Regions from separate parts of the Canis lupus genome. Here region 1 is linked to region 2. A link is a contact called in public Hi-C data. All regions are on one chromosome and are shown on one strand. The core of a region is the stretch at or near the end of the contact, and the rest is flanking DNA. Distances in the headings are between cores, read along the strand shown. Region 1 overlaps LOC119865018 (cGMP-inhibited 3',5'-cyclic phosphodiesterase B). Region 2 overlaps LOC111091601 (a long non-coding RNA gene).

The links. A called contact is a pair of places that touch in the nucleus more often than the background predicts.
Region 1: a contact with region 2 is called in a Hi-C map of blood, with 3 times the contacts expected there. The contact joins two enhancer-like sites. A contact is called at or near these places in 3 of 9 Hi-C or Micro-C datasets (amygdala and blood).

The regions. Positions count from the first base shown.
Region 1 is chr21:38,060,287-38,065,845 of UU_Cfam_GSD_1.0, reverse strand. The region is part of intron 2 of LOC119865018 (cGMP-inhibited 3',5'-cyclic phosphodiesterase B); the gene reads right to left. Among named protein-coding and RNA genes, the nearest start is that of CALCB, 200 kb to the left of the region's middle. Within about 2 kb of position 1,630, at least 2 of the 20 cell types and tissues checked have an H3K27ac peak or open chromatin away from gene starts, as enhancers often do. A contact at or near this core is called in blood, where this site is marked.
Region 2 is chr21:37,862,826-37,869,066 of UU_Cfam_GSD_1.0, reverse strand. All of the region lies in intron 4 of LOC111091601 (a long non-coding RNA gene), which reads right to left. Among named protein-coding and RNA genes, the nearest start is that of PSMA1, 17 kb to the right of the region's middle. Within about 2 kb of position 4,401, at least 5 of the 20 cell types and tissues checked have an H3K27ac peak or open chromatin away from gene starts, as enhancers often do. A contact at or near this core is called in blood, where this site is marked.

The DNA of each region.
Region 1 (5,559 bases), core at 381-2,880, 200 kb before region 2:
CTTAGGCTCGAATTTAAACCTAGTTAATTTGTAATATAACCACCTGATTTCTATATGCTGAATATTTTTTTTCAAGTAAATTCTACCCCCAACAGGGGCTCCAACTCACAACCCCATAATTAGGAGTCACGTGCTCTACTGACCAAGCCAGCCAGGCGCACCCATATGGTGAACTCTGCTGTTTTTCATCCTTTGTCGTCTGTCTCCTGGATGCAAAAGATCTTAAAGTGTTATCCACTCTATCACCGGCCTAATATTTTATCAGGAGTTGGCATATTGTTGTTGTTTTTTTTTCTGTAGAGGGACAGATAGTAAATATTTTAGGCTTTGCAAGCCACCTAAGGTCACTGTGACATAATCTTATTTTGTTTGTTTTACAATGCTTTAAAATGCAAAAACATTCTTAGCTGGAGAGCCATACAAAAACAGGATGCTGGCTGAATTTGGTCAGTAGGCTATATAGCTCGTTGACCCCTATTTTAGGTAATATACCCAAACCCTAATCACTCAAAAAATTATCAGTTGTCATTATCACCATATCCTTCTCAACATCCTTGCAGAGGGTCATTTCTTGCCAGTGAAAAGAAATCTATTTCTTCCCAAAGAAAATCCAGACATACAATACTATAACCACATCTAAAACTTCAGTACAAAAAAAAAATAAAAAAAATAAAAAATAAAAAATAAAACTTCAGTACAAAAAAACAACAACAACAACAACAACAAAAAAACTTCAGTACCCACAGAAGAGCTGTTGTATGTAACTATATGCAAAGTACTTCATGAATATTAGTAGACTCATTAAATTTATGCAGTATTTTATATGGCCCTAAGTGTAATCCTGACATAATTATTTCAGGTTGTGATTTGACCAGAACACATTCTAGATTCTAGACACATTAATTAATGAGGTTTAAGATGTTAATTACTCTCTCAGAACACTCACATTAAGAGTAATGTAACTTGGGGTGTCTGGGTGGCTCAGTGGGTTAAAAGCAGCCAACTCTTGATTTGGCTCTGGTCATGATGGTAGGGCTCTGGGATTGAGCACCGCGAACAGACTCCACGCTCAACCCGGGTCTGCTTGTCCCTCTCCCTCTGCTTCTCCCTGTCCCATTCTGTCTACTTCTCTAAAATAAATAAATAAATATTTTTTAAAAAGAGTAACTTGACCTAAATCCCCTTGTTTCTTTTATACTTGGCATTGCTATGCTCCACTTTGTCCATGTTATTCTTACACACTTGGTATTTTTTTAAAGCGTTTATTTATTTGAGAGAGACAGAGAAAGAGCTCATGCTTACCAGCAAGCACATACACGTGCACACAAACACAAGCAGGAGGAGGGGCAGAGGGAGAGGGAGAAGAAGCAGACTCCGTGCTGAGCAGGGAGCCCAACAAGGTCTATCCCAGGACCCCGGGATCATGACCTGAGCCAAAGGCAGATGCTCCACCACTGAGCCACCCAGGCATCCCCACAATTGGTATTTTAGACTCAACTGCAATACTTTACTTCTGTCCTTAATTTAGCCTGTCAAATTTTTCTTTTGAGATTGAGGATGTCAACTCTCCACCATTCCTCTCATCATCTGCAAATCTGAGTTTTTCTTAAGTACACCAATAGAAGCACAGAATAGACAGGCGTGAAGTCAGAGCCACATGATGTGTCACCAAAAATTACCTAGGAGATAGGCATCAATTCACTAATTTGCATTCTAAATCTACAAACTTTCCTAACTGTACTGTCCTCCAAAACATACTTCTACGTTTCTCCTACAAAGTTTGCCAAAATCAAACAGTGACAAATGCCGATTCCTTACTTTCCCAAATCATGAATCTAAGTAGAAGCTGATCTTTTGCTAAATCAAGCACATTTTCATTAGGACAGTTTCTTAACATTGAGTCTTCCTTGTTCCCCACTTCATTCACCTACATGACAATTAAATAAATATATCTTTTTAAATGCTTGTACTCTAATGCCAGAACCATATCTGTATTCATATCATGCATCCTTAATGGTAGCCCTATCACTCCCCAGCAGGTAAAAATTGGTTCTTAGGAGACACACACACACACACACACCAAAAAAAAATCTTAAAAATAATAAAATGGTTGTAGCCCTCCAAATGCCACATAACATAAATAGACAGACCGTCAATCTACAGTATTGAAATTTCATTGAAGGGGAGGGACAATTAGAGAAAAAAAAATGTCTAAAACAGCTCCTTAGGGGAATGATAATGAAATTAAGGTTGAGAAAAAAATGCTATAAAGGAGTCTGGTTTCTTGCTTATCAAAGCAACATTAGCTTATATTCTGAGGGAAACTGTCGAGGATGCCGACTCAGAAGCTGCTGCTGTAACAGGAGAGCTAATGTACACCCTATTCTAACAGACCTTGGAGGTCTTTGTCTGAGATCCCCTGCATGTTAGGGGCTGAGAAGAGGCACAGTGAAAGTCACAAACTGCTAGAAGACTGTCTTCCATTTAATCTGAACAACAAGCATATTAGTGATTTTGAGAAAACAAAATTTTTGCATAGGTACTAGAAGACATATGATCCAGGAATTCTGCAGCTAGGTATATCTAAAAGCAATGCTATTCGAAGTGTGCTCCAAGTAAGATAAAGAAATTAAGAGTACATGTTTAGAAACAGGTTGCTGAAATATTTCTAGTGTATTTTATAAAAGCATCAATTCACAACCAACAAATTAGGAGAAAAACCTTTCCAAAACTTGAATTTGCTATATAGTCGAACTAAGTGCACATAACTGCACTGTTCGGGGTAGCAAGAAAACTAGATATAACCCAAATGTCTATCCAAAACAAAATGGGGAAATTTGAGTATATTCATATTATGGAATACAATGGTGAAAATAAATGAAGTACAGCTACATACCATATAAATAAATCCCAGAAACATAAGATTGAATGAGAAAAGTCACAGGATACCTACAGCAGAATTTCATACATGTAAAATATACTGAAATATACTTTTTAGGAATATAAACATATGGGAAACTATAAAGAAATTCAGGATGGGGATTGTTTCCAAGGGAAAAGAGAAAAAAAAATGGATCTGGGAGTGGCATACAGGGAACTTCAAAGTTATTGGTAATGTTCAAAATTAATGGTAATGGAAAGTAGAGATGGCATTTGTTATCCTTTGTCTGTACTTTATGCATACTTTACAAGTATTTATTAAGCTTTAATTAAGAATTTAGAAAGGTAAAGAAGACAGTGACTGGTGAAAACGCTTAAGAAATTGTGCTGTAAATGTCAAGAATGAAATGGGACAATAGTTGGGAAAGAATGTGGGGCTAATACTTTATTTTATTGTTAACATGGTTAACAAAAACTCTAGGTTCTAGAGCTTGTCTATACCTGATAAGAATGATCCAGGACAGTAGGAGAACTAATAATACAAGACAGATTGAGAGAGATATTCAAAGTAACAAAATCCTTAAGGAAAATATTGTTCAATGTCTCTATAATATTAGATAAAATTTAAACTAGGAAACAGTAATGGAGGATTAGCCATTATTTATCAGATTATGATCTGCGAATCACTAGTCATTCATCAATGCCCTGGAATATTTAGAGGGAAAAGGAATCTATGTAGTTTATATATATTCCAAAATTGTGAGACACAAGATTAATTCAGAAATCTCATCATCTTCATCTTAATAACAATTATATTCTTAAAAGCTAGGTAGGTAGGAAAAAAAAAGTTAGGTAGGTGCCCTAAGGCCTGTGTTATTCTTTACGAGTCAACTAAAATATTTTCATGTCGTTGGGATATTACTGTTCACATCTATTAAATTTGCATTCTTTTCATTGTGTTGCACTATATCTCCAATCAAAAAAAGAAATGGCTCAAAGCTGATTTCCTAAAGCTTGAAGTGTTGATAAAAATAGAAACATAAATAACTCAGAGTAAATGTCAGGCCTAGATTAAGAACAAGACTTTAATGCAAAGAAATATAAATCTAATGCAAATACCACACAAAGCCACAGAAATGAAAATATTAGTAGGACATACAGCAGTGACTATCTAAAAGCTAATTTTTTTAGACTTGTAAGTCATTTACCCTGTATTCTTCTGCATATTTTCCACTCTGAAACTTAACTGAATAATGATGATAGGAAGCCATGAAAACTTTTAAGACATATTCAAATGAAACATAAAAATCTTTTTGGTAAACCAACAGAATTTTTCTAGAACAAAGCACATAACGCTTTCTTATATGAATCTGAAGATTTTTGTTTTTAAAACAGAAGAGACAAAATCTATAGAGGCACCTTCCAGATTCTGTACTTCTCACTCCAAACGCATATAAAAAAAAGATAAACTATTGCCGAGAGCTTTGTAAATCCAGCCACACAGATGATAAGCATTATGCCGGAAGAGAGAACAGATCAAATAATTTCCAACAAATACTTACCATATGACACCTTGGGACATCACAGAATTGAAAAGGCATGTGATGTAGAAGAGTAATTACTACCATATTTGCATACAGCAGATATTTCACTTTACTGCTGGATAAATGCATTCATGTATTAAGCCTGAATCAACTCTTGTTATGTACAATACTTAGGAGGAAGAGTGGTAGACAGGTTTTTATGTGTCTATCACTGAAAACCCATGCTACAAAAAGCTATTTTCTCCCCTATTTAATGATTATTTCAGAACTCTAACAGAAACTGAGAAGCCAATGTTAGAGTAAGTTCTAAGAGAATCAGTTTTCAGTGCAGCAAGGAGAAGTCTTGCTAAACAATGAGAATGTCTCCTAACTGCAAGTTTATACGCTACTCTATTCACAGAAAACAGCTGGTAGTTTGAAACACATATACTGGTCATAATTCAGCATTAAAGAAATAGCATAAATATAACTGCACTCAATTTTTGGCCACGGAATATACATCTTTTCACTGTACTGTGGAAAATGGAGCAAATGCAAAACTCTTAAAAAACAAATATATAATATAAAAATAAATAGCAAATTCAATAGAAGCATTTTCTTCAATAAAATGCACAGAACTTCTATTTCTCAAGCTTTTAAAGATTTATTTGGAGTTTGTGTGTGTGTGGGGGGGAGGAGGGACAGAAAGGGAATCCCCAGCAGAATTCTTACTGAGTGTGGAGGGTGATGCAGGGCTCGATCCCACGACCCTAAGATCATGACCCCAGTCAAAATCAAGAGTCCGGTGCTTAACCAACCAAGCCGTCAGGCACCCCTATCTCTTAAGCTTTTAAAGTAGATAATGCCCATTAACTTAGCAACTGACACAGCTCTGAAAATAATCTTTGGTGAGAAATCTCTTTATAATTGCAGGGTCCATGTTGAATTTGAGTATTCAGAACCAGCAGCCAAAAACACTTGCTGGCTTCCATCACCCAATTATGATTTTGCTTGGATTTTTCTAATTAAAGAGAAATAGAGAAAAGAAAGAATTTGGTTGGATACAGAATGAACCTATGAATGGATACAGAATGAAACACACACCCTAGTTACTTACCAGTGAGCTACAATAGAGATACCCTTAATACTGCAAACA
Region 2 (6,241 bases), core at 3,152-5,651:
GTTGCCTTTTCACTGACTTGATGGTATTATTTGCAGCACAGAATTTTTAAATTTTGAAGTAGTACCATTTACCTTTTCTCTTTGTTCCTTGTGCTTTTGATGTCATATCTAAGAAACCACTGCCTAGGTAACGATTGTACAACTCCATGAATATGGCAATAACTATTGAATTATACATTTCAAATGAGTGAATTATAGAATATGTGACTTAATCTAAGTGAGATACCTTTAAAAAATAGCAAAAGAAAAGAAGACATAGACTGAGAAAAATCTAGACCTTCATGTCACTGGTCATCTCTGTACATAACCCAATAAATCTTCTTTATTGTTTAAAAATAAATAAGTGGGGCACCTGGCTGGCTTGGTTGGGAGAGCATTTGACTCTTCTTGATCTCTAAGGTTGTGAGTTTAAGCTCCATGGAGGATGTAGAGATTATTTAAAAAAAACTTTTTTGGGTGGGGGCAGCCCCGGTGGCTTAGCGGTTTAGCGCCGCCTTCCGCCCAGGGCGTGATCCTGGAGCCCTGGGATCGAGTCTCACGTCAGGCTCCCTGCATGGAGCCTGCTCTTCTCCCTCTGTTTCTCTCTCTCTCTCTCTCTTTCTCTCTCTCTTCTCTCTCCCTCTCTGTGTGTCTCTAATAAATAAATAAAAACTCTTAAAAAAATTTTTTTTAAATCAATAAATCAGATCCTAAAGTTAGACCATGATAATGGTTGCACAACTCTGTAAATATACTAAAACTGTATATACTTTAAAAATGGATGAATTTTATGGTATATAGATTATATACCATATTATATAGATTATATAGCTGTTTTAAAAAAGAAGAAATCATTCCCTAGTCTACAGTCATACTCATGTTTATTCATGTTTTCTTCTAAGAATTGTATTGTTTTAGTACTACATTTAGGTTTTTGATCCATTTTGAGTTAATTTTTGTTTATGGTGTAAGGAAGGAGTCTGACTCCACATACTTCATTTTATGTTCTTAAAAAAAAAAAAAACACACAGACTTTATTTATTTATTTATTTATTTATTTATTTTAGAGGGAGAGAACGAGAGCATGAGCAGAGAGAAGGGAAGGAGTGAGAGGGAGAATTACAAGCAGACTCCCCACTGAGCATGGAGCCTGACCCAGGGCTCTATCTCATGACCTGAGGTCACTACCAGAACGAAATCAAGAGTTGGGTATTCAACCAACTGAGCCTCCCAGGTGCCCTTCATTTTATGCTCTTAAGAACATTATTTTGAGAGGGAGTCCATAGGCTTCACCAGACTAACAAAGTGATTCATGGTACAGAAAAAATAAGGAATCTTCCTATTAGAAATTGAATAATATTCTTACTTCTCTGGGCCTCAATTCCCTCTCTTGGAAAATTCATGGCTGGGATTAAATTGGGAAGCCCCTTCCAGTTCTGTGCCTTTTATTGTGCATACATTATGGGTAAAGATCAATGATTCTTTTTTTAAGAAAGTACCAGTTGTTGGGGTGCCTGTGTGGCTCAGTCAGTTAAGCATCTGCCTTCAGCTCTGGTTGTGTGATCTCTGGGTCCTGGTATTGAGCCCTGTGTCCATCTGGCTCCCTGCTCTGTGGGAAGCCTGCTTCTCCCTCTCCTCTGCCCTTCCCTCCTACACGCGCATGTGCTCTCTCTCTCAAATAAAATTTTTAAGAAAAAAAAAATACCAGTTGCTTCCAAGTATTTTTTTGTAAAGGAAGCCATGCTTTGGCAATCATGAGAGGGCTCAGCCAGAGCTTTATGAAGTGTTTTAAGGGGTAGAGGTGACACAATAGGGGAAGGAAATGTTTTCTATTGAAAAGCAGTCAATTGCCTTCAACAAGTCGCCAACAAACTGGGAAAAGATTTTTTTCCCTCTGGTTTCAGCTGAATGCCAGCTTTTGGAAGGTAAATAGAACAGGCTAGATGAAAGGGTAATAGACACCCCCAAATGAGGGAGGGCATTGTTTGCACAAAGTTAGCAGGAGGAGAGATGCCAAGCATGCAACTGAGCCACTGGCACTAAAGTCATCAAAGAGGAAGAAAAATCAGGAAAATACATCCAATCTTTACTTTTATAATGATGAAGGTAATTTTATAATTGTTGCTCCATATTATTTACTTTTTCTTAAATTTTAAACATGGTATAGAAGGTGTTACATATTACTTGGGTCTCTTTCAAAATTAATCAAATGAATGCGAAAAAAATCATTTGCATTTTCAAAGGCTTTCACATTGAATTCTATAAGCTATTGGATCATTGTCTATATGACCAATAATTTTCCCTGGAATCTATTTCTATACAATGGAACTACTGATAATAATAATTACAAAAAAGAGGCAACCCATTTAAAAAAAGTTCCATTACATATGGAGTTTAAAAAAGACTATGGGGGGAGGGGTCCTGGGTGGCTCAGCTGTTTAAACTTCTGCCTACAGCTCAGGTCATGATCCCAGGGTCCTGGGATCAAGCCCCGCGTCGGGCTCCTGCTTTGCAAGGAGCCTGCTTTAACCTCTCCCTCTGCCTGCCACTCCTTCGGCTTGTGTTTCCTCTGTCAAATAAATAAATAAAATCTTCATTTTTTAAATTTTATTTATTTATTCATGAGAGACACAGAGAAAGACATAGGCAGAGGGAGAAGTAGGCTCCATGCAGGAAACCTGATGCGGGACTCGATCCTGGGACTCCAGGATCATGCCCTGGGCCAAAGGCAGGCGCCAAAACCACTGAGCCATCCAGGGATCCCAATAAATAAAATCTTAAAAAAAAAAAAAAGACAATGGGGATATTTGCAGAAGGGCTAGCATATTCTTCTGAGGCTTGTAAATGACGCTGATGCATAGGCAATGCTAACTTGTCTCATATTTTTGCAAATTCTGCATGTCATCCGTTGACATCCTTTTAAATTGACAATATCCTGTATCAAGGACGGGGAGAAAATCCTTAGAGCCTCCAAAGGCAGGACTTGCACTTTTCCTCCTCTCCCCAGCCCTTTTTCCTTGGACTTTTCCCCTTTTCCAAGAAGTACCAACAGTGTGGGGAAGAGGAAGAGTGCAGGCAGAGAGGCAGCAGGGTCAGGGCCTGAAGCCCCGCCAGCTAGTCAAAGGTCAGCGCGGAAGGGACTGTCTGTGAGAGGACAAGGAAGCTGAACTTCTTGTGAGCCAGCTGAACTGGACGGGGGCCAATCTATCTCCTTCCTGGGCCTGCCTGGAGCTCTCCAAGGCTCCCTGCCGCCCTGCATCAAAACAAAAATACTCTGTAGAAATAGGGTCTACTTTCACCTTTTTAAGGTGAGCAGACTGAGCCAGGTTGCAGCAGGGGTTCAAGGGACAGAGGACAGAAAGGACCAAACTGCTATTTGCTCTGTCAGGAACTTGCAGGCTTATTTGGAAAGACTGAAACTAAATAAAGACTTCTTATGAGTATAGGACTAGAGTTGTGAAATTTGGTCAAAGGGTTTTATGCAAGGACGCCTACATACATACATACATACATACATACATATATACATAGATACTCTCATGGTGATAGGGAAAAGTAAAGAAAAATGCAATCATTTAGTTAGGAAAGAAAGCTATTGTTTTTCATAAATTCATAACATTTCTAGGCCAGCTATTTTCTTTGTATACTGGAACACGGGCATTATACTCCCAAGTTTTTGCCCCTCTCCTCAAAATGAAAGGGAAGTCAAATTCTTTTCACAGAAGTAAAAAGCACTTCAAAGAAAAAGAGCATGAAACCAATATTAGATGACTTATTATAAAACCATCTTCCACTTTAATTTGTTTTTTTCTTCAGGTTTTCTAAGAAGGAAAATTGATGTCTACCTAGATTTGTTAGTTCCCTTTTTTGCTTTCACAAATTTTTTTTTTCAAACATTTACTTCCGGGGGGAGAGGGGGAGTACTATTTTATCATTCTGTGAAAATCCGATTATAATGCATCAGGTATCAGTTGTTAGTAAGGTAACACGTGTAAAACTGAAAAAGACATTTATGTCCGAAATAATGGGCCTTTTGCTCTTTATGCGTGTAGGTGATCTCAGCCTATATTCTGGAAATGTGTTTTGAACTGTAAGTGATAACCGAGCTCTCCTGAGGACATGATGTTTTCTAAATGCCTGCCTGGTTTACTTTTTCATGGAAGGAATAATCCTGAGGCCTGGGTCCAACAGGGAAGAATGTTACCAAATGTGGCCTGAGACAACAGGGCTGGATGGAGAGTCCCAATTTTCCTCATCCTGTTTGCAAGGAGACCAGGTCATGGCACTGAAGACAACCTTGTGTATTTGTGGGCCAGGCAAATGCAGAGAAGTAAGTGGTGAAGCTGAGATCAGGTGAGTGAAGACCTGAACACAGTGAGGTGGGTGGAGAAGGTCAAGGGTAGTGTTTCAGTTCTGAAGCCACGAATGGGAAGTGGTGCCAGAGCACCTCTTTTACGTCAGCTGTTGAGAGAGGTTCTATTGCTTGGAGTAGACACCCACCACTCCAGGCTAACCACTGAAAATCAATAGGTACACAAGACATATTTGTATTCACTCTTTTAAATCCTTCCGTTTCATCTCAGGGCTGTCATAGTTTTTTATCCTTTCATTCTTCCTTCCATGGGTTCCTGTTTTTAAACTCCATTCTCTACGGTTCTAGGTTCCTTTGAATAAAACCTTTTTGGTTTTGTTTTAAGAGCTTTGTGAAGGCGAGCAATTTTGCCTTTTTTCCCCCTTTGTTCATGTAGTCTAGCCTGGAAACCAGGACTTTATGTTGGCCTAGATTTCCCAGGTCTCTAATCAACTCTGCATAAAGTGAAATAGCTTGCCAATGGGCATAATAATAATAATAATAATAATAAAATAATAGTGAGTACAGAACTAAGAAATGAGATTCAAAAATAAGAAGGAAAGTGATAGAGTCATAGGCTTTCTTGCAAAAATACCCACTCTGGCCAACTTAGAAGCACCCTTACCAATCAGTTAATACCATCTCTCCATGTGGAGAAAAGCAAAACCATTGGGAAATACTGCCTTCAAGTGTAAAGTTTGCTTTGTGTATTACCTTCTGGTTAAATTCCCATATATAAACAAACCTTTGAAAACCCATGATGAAAACAATGGCTGCCACTAGTAAGATTTCCAAGGGTCCTTTGAAAACATAGAGTAGATTTGTTTTTCTGGCACAACTACTTCAGAGAAGTTCACGCATGGTCATTTTATATCTCCCATATTTGCATTCTTGTTTGCTAAACGTAAGTCTTGTCAACGGGTTATTTTAAAAGTACTTTTTAAAGTTACCCACACCCTGAACAGCAGAACTGCTGTGTGTATACAAATGCTCTGGAAAGGCACAAGTCAGGTATTGGGTGTAGGCACAGGACAAACCGCATGGTCTGCCTTGGCAGCCGTGTCCTCACCTGCAAGCTGCCCACACACACTCCCTTCCAAACGGTGCCCTTCTGATGCCAATTGGCTGACTGAGCTACTCTGGGAGGAAGGCCTATGGGAGGGGAAGGGGGAGAAGGTGATGTGGATAAATATTTTATAAACTAAACTTTAAGCTTAAAATTTGATATATTCTTTCAAACAATTCACACCGTAAGTCCCATCCCTTAAAAACCTTGGACACTGAAGAGTTAAAAGGGTATGGAAGCTGGTGTAGCCTGGGGCTGTCATCCAAGGCCAGCAGAAAAGGCAGCAGGAAGGGTTTGGTTCTGGCTAGGCTACAGACAGGCCATCTGGATGCAGGGAAGGCCTAGAATGCCAGAAGCAGCTTTTCTTTTTGGTGTTAGGCTTCATTAAGTTCAGCCTGGGGAGAGTCTTTTTGGTTTAAGACCCAAACTGAGAGTCTTCTTTGAGTAGGGATTTGATATTTTGAATTTTATGTAGCAAACACCCATTACATATAGTCTTTGGTAACGAAAGTCACAAAAACATTGTACATGAGTAAGCATATTTTTAAAGAATGTAGACCAGACTCCTAGATTTATAAATACACAGAAACGATGTGTAGTCTTTAAACAATTTTGCTAGGAATAGATAAATCTGAATAGGTTGTCTGAAGAAAAATTGTTTTTTTATAGTCTCCCAGTCTGTGACTCCCATAAAGACTTATTTTATTGTTTTTCCTATAGTTCACCTGAAAAAGCAGCTTTACCCCACTGGAATTGCTTTTAGGTCTTTAAAATTACTTCCTTTCTTCATTTTTGTTTTGTATTTAATTATATTACGTTTGGCATAAAGCTGGCATGGGCCAGTT